Regions from separate parts of the Capsicum annuum genome. Here region 1 is linked to region 2. A link is a contact called in public Hi-C data. All regions are on one chromosome and are shown on one strand. The core of a region is the stretch at or near the end of the contact, and the rest is flanking DNA. Distances in the headings are between cores, read along the strand shown. Region 1 holds the start of LOC107876052 (dormancy-associated protein homolog 4). Region 2 has its middle 25 kb from the start of LOC107876050.

The links. A called contact is a pair of places that touch in the nucleus more often than the background predicts.
Region 1: a Hi-C map of leaf shows a contact between it and region 2, with 1.6 times the contacts expected there. The contact joins the promoter of LOC107876052 here to the enhancer-like site in region 2. A contact is called at or near these places in 2 of 5 Hi-C or Micro-C datasets (leaf and placenta).

What each region holds. Positions count from the first base shown.
Region 1 is chr6:197,629,440-197,632,139 of UCD10Xv1.1, reverse strand. It overlaps LOC107876052 (dormancy-associated protein homolog 4), which reads right to left and starts at 1,361. Exons shown (of 3, transcript XM_016723030.2): 1 at 750-1,361. The coding sequence starts at 1,083.
Region 2 is chr6:197,588,089-197,590,788 of UCD10Xv1.1, reverse strand. No RefSeq gene overlaps it. Among protein-coding and RNA genes, the nearest start is that of LOC107876050, 25 kb to the right of the region's middle. Within about 2 kb of position 1,343, at least 4 of the 5 cell types and tissues checked have an H3K27ac peak or open chromatin away from gene starts, as enhancers often do. A contact at or near this core is called in leaf, where this site is marked.

The DNA of each region.
Region 1 (2,700 bases), core at 112-2,611, 41 kb before region 2:
CGAAAGATAAAATTAAGATATTTCATACCAGAGTCATTCATAATACTTTTTTTTTTTTTACCGACAATTTTATTTTATTAATGCAAAAACGAACTTTAAGGAGTTAAAAGATGCAGACGCATCTTTGACAATCCAACTAGATAAACAGAAAATTCACACTAATTTATCTAACAATGTAATAGAATTAGCTCATACTACTCTTGTTATTAACGAATTATCTCACATTTATCATCAAAATATAATAAAATTCAAATAGGCATGAATTGGTGAGTTTTACGTGTCAAAAAACTTGAATAACTTAGAATCGTGGAACAAATATATGACGATCCGCTAACAAATGAGTATATATGCAGAATATAGCGAAAGGGTAAATAAAATTAAAATATTTGGCATAGTAGTAGGGGTAAAATTCAGAAATAGCATACCTATCTCCTTAATGATAAGTTTCATAGTAACAGTTTAATAATTACATAATATAGCAAGTTGTATTTTGTATTTTTCCAAACTGTTGCTACAAAAATACAAATACATATGATTTTCACTACCCTTATGATCATATGTATTTTGTATTTTTGCAAAACTGTTGCTACAAAAATACAAATACACATGCTACAAAATGTAATTTGATAAAAGTGTTGTTATTTTTTATAATTTAATACTTAGGTATGCTACTTTATGTATTTTTACCTAGTAGAAACAGAATAATAAGGAAAGAATATTAATTTTTTAAATGAAGAATAAATACTAACGTGAAAATGGAGAAGTACAAGCGCTAGAAAAAGCTGGAGAAGATTGAGCAGATCCATAATCTGGCGTAGTATTCCCAGATCGAACAGACATCGAGTTGCTGCGTAGAATCGTAATGCTCCTTGAAACAGGCATCACATCATCGGTAGCCGCACCACCACCAGGGCCATGCTGGTGCTGGTGCTGGTGGTGGAGGCCACGGTTCGTCGTGGGGGACGAAGGAGCACTGCATGAAGAACGTCCAGAAAATGAGTTATATTTACGTAGTTTACCTAAACCCGATTCCGGAGTCGGACCAGCAAGTGTATCATCCCACAGCTTGTGAAGAAAACCCATAACTTAATAAGAATAATAATAGTAATCCAATGATATCTAGAGCAATTTAATTTAATTTATTTTTTTTTTTGTTTTTTTTTTTGGTAGTTTATACAGTTTTTATTTTGTAACAACCGTATATGAGGTGATGCGAAATGTTTGAAAATATAGGAAGGTAAGTATGTTAGGCGGGACGGGAACACCACCAGAATGCGACTGTTACAAGTTAACAAAGAGAGAGGTAAATTATTAATGAAACGAAATTTTATTAGTAGATCAAATTAATTTAATTAATCTGATGTTAATGTATATAGAGGGTATTTATAAACGAATAAAGTAAGAATTTGATGGACGTCCGATTAATATGGCTGTCTAAAGCCATTGAATTTTTTAGTGGAAGTACTAGAAATATAATTAATGAATGGGCATTTTGTTCTATAATTAGAAACTCACCTGAATCGTGAATTATTTTGTTAGTATTGGGGATCTTATATTTTTAGCCGGCCATTTTCACCCGCAGCGTTGGATGGCAGAGTTAGAGGTAGATTGTAGAAGGCGGTGTCACACCTCTATTTTTACCACATCCAACCCCGCTAGAGAATTGGTTTTAGAGAAAATGGGTTTTTCCAATTAAAGTGACGTTTGAATAGGGATTATTTTATTTACAGAGTCGCCACTTGAAATTGAGTTTGGGTGTTCCAAGTCACCTTATTGAATCCTCAATCAAAAGGAAATGACTCTTTCTCTTTGGTATGCTAACTAGAAATCCAAATAAGGAATTCTGTTGACCGAGGGGAAGGTGTGAGGCACCCCTCGAGTCCTGTGATTCTAGCACGGTCGCTTTAATGACTTATGTCTAGCTTAAATTAATCTTTTGGATATAGAGGATTTGTTAGTCTAAAAGTTACTAATATCCCGCTTTTATTTATTTTTGAATATATTTAAAATTGTATTGATGTGTGGCTTACCGATAGTAGTACTTTTCGGTCTTACCACGAGTTTTGATATATTTTTCACGCCTTTATGGCATTTATGGATCTTTCCCATTTCCCCAAGTCTAAGCAAGATTCTAACATGTTTAAAAATGTATCCGTCCCGATTAGATCGGTTTTAAAATGATATATTAATTTTATTATAACGATGGTTGGTAGCAGGGCTTTCCAACTTCATCGTTAATTTTCACCTGTATAATAAACTTTTAAATTTTCTAAAGATTAAGAACCTATCTCGCTCAAATTTCACACAAATTAATTGATTAGGCCTTAATTTAAATTTAGGCCTAATATTCTGAAACATAAACAAATATTTCAAAAAAAAAAAAATTATACAAAAGTGTGCATTCTAACTTGATCAAGATGAGTAAAAAGAACAAAAAATAACATCATACCAGTTAGAACTTCACATAAACAATGTTTGATTAATTAAATAAATCTAATCAAAACATTATATTCGTTAAAACTCGACGTGAATTTTTCTCTTGACAATATTAATTAATACACAATTACAATCAAAAAATTATCACGTTTTCCCCAAACCCTTTTCAATTCAAACAAAACTTTTACCTATGGAAACTTAAGCAAACAAACTATAAAATAAATGGCCTCATACAAGTAGAAAACATCACTATAAACTACATGA
Region 2 (2,700 bases), core at 94-2,593:
TATAGCAACATTTTACTTAAATACAAATATAATTTGTTATTTTTCATAATTATGAAACTGTTGCTATAAAAGTTATAATTACGGCTACGGAGTTGCTATTTATGAAATTTTGCCTATAATTTATTCACTCAGACTTTCACCTCGATCACCTCCTGTGGTGATGGAGATTTGGGACCCCTACCACATGTATATGGATAAAAATAAAAAAATAAAAAAATAAAGGAGAGATATATAAACCAAAACCTCCTTATAAGACAGATCAAGAAAATGATCTTTTTAGATGTAAAATGAATATCGCTTGTGAGTAAAAATGAGGATCTTTGGTAAAAAGGACATAAACCAAATAAAATTTATAGAGGGTTAGAAAACCATTTGATCCGAGAATTCTCATCCTATACATAAGTACTAAAGGAATCATCACATCCTATGCAAAAAATATATACAACATATATTCATTAAGGGACATCAAAACTAAAGGTAAGATATGTACCATGAGAAGGATATCAGTTAAATACAAAAGAGTCTGGCCAGTGGTCAGTCCCTATTGGATGCCCTCCTACATTAAATCTGTAAAAAAAAGACTTGGAGTTGTCTTGATTTTGAGCTTGGATGTTAATTTGATAATAATTGAATTCACATTCTAGGAAGTAGTAGTTTGATGATTAGTAGTCAATTTGATGACCATATATGTACACATATTCTCGACAAAAGCTATTGAATTAGCGTGATTGGCTCTGTTACCACAGGCTTCTATTTGACTAGTATAGTCTATAAAATCACGTTGGAGTAGCTGGTAAAGTTGCTACCATGTGATCAGGAGGTCAAGGATGTTTCAACCCCTTTTCAGAGCCATGCATAGCGGGAGTTTGGTGCATCGAAATGCCTTATTTTTTCTTAGAATAACCATTTCTACTTGTGGGCAAATTTGGTGAATTTCACATACTTTTGTATTGTGACCCTTTCCAATAATAATAATATCATTTGTGTGAGCTTTCTCATCTCTTTGCTGGCTCCTCCAGCACTTGAATAGCCCATCACTAGTTACATCATGTTTATAACTTGGAACACATCAATGTAGCAGCTGGCAAAACTGCCCAGGTATTATCACAAGTCATTCATAGCTGGGACATTAGTACTATAGCATATCTACAAAAATAGCAATCGAATCTGTGATCTACGTGAGTTCGATCGCACGAACCAAATAATAATACACCGGGTACCCACTAATTTCTGATGACTTCCAACTTATATGCACCGACAGCATAAAGAAATTCATACTATCAGATTAACTAGTATGATGACCAGGATTTTTTTTTCAAGATTTCAGAAACTTTTTCATGAAGGATTAATTGTCAATATGGCTTTACCTACACTATGTTTGTGTAAATAAGTAAAAAACTACCAACATGGTCGTGGTGGAACGGTGGGGCTGCTCCCCTATCTCATATTACAGATTAGTCGCGACTTTAATGCGGACATCATATAGCAAAAAACTCATTTTTAATACCCACATATGCCAATCATTGAAACAAGAAGATAGGAGAGATCGAGGAACTTGGTCCCTTTCTCCCCGAAAGACAAGAAAGGATTGACTGATAAATGGTAAAATCTTACCCATATTATTCAGTGTTTACACCAAATTGATATTATTTACTATAATTAAGTGATTTAATCAAGTAAAAAATACACGTTACTTAATTATGGTTAAGTATAATTAATTTTAAATTCAAACATATGCATGCATTGACTTGATGTAAACACAAAATGTGGATAAGTTTTTAAATGGTTGGATCGGCTTAAAATTTGCTTGGGCTAACATGATCTGGATTAAAAGGCTGAAATAATGGATCATAGTTTAATCCATTCAACTCTTGTGAAGTTTTAATTTCATTGTTTCTTTTCTTACAATTTGTTTATTAGAAATTAAATGAGCTTTTTTGTCTTTATAATGACTATAGCGAATTGCATATAAAAATAGATTTCTTTTGAAAACTTGGAATGTGTTATGATATATATCAATTGTAGTGAATGTCTATCAAAATCTATCAAAATCTATTTAATGTCTATCAGGATTTGATGTATCTGTCTTTTAGTGTGAAACTAGGAGCAAATTTTCCTTATAAATAGAACGTTTCCTTCATTATAAATCATCCTCAAGAGAAATAACAATTACTCTCTATTCTCTATTCTTCTTCTTCTCTATTCTTTATTGTTTTATAACACGTTATCAGCACGAGACGCTACCGTTTCAAATTTGAAGGCTAAGGCTAAGGTATTATTATTTTTCTTCTTTTATTTATGGCTAACAATCTTACAAAGTGTGAGTTCGTTGCCCTTTAAAGTTCGGGCAAGAACTATATTTCATGAGTGTTGGATGCTGAAATCCACCTAGATGCTATGAGTATTGGAGACACCATAAAGAATGAAAATACAACATCTAGTCAAAATCGTGCTAAGGTTATGATTTTCTTGGGTCATCATCTTGACGAAGTTCTGAAAATTGAGTACCTTACTACTAAAGATCCACTCGTATTGTGGAATAGCCTAAAAGAAAGGTTTGACCACTTAAAGATGATTATCCTCCCGAAAGCACGATATGAGTGGATGCATCTAAGATTTCAAGACTACAAGTCTGTTCATGAATACAATTCTGCCATGTTCAGAATTTCTTCTCAATTGAAACTATGTGGAGAGACGTTC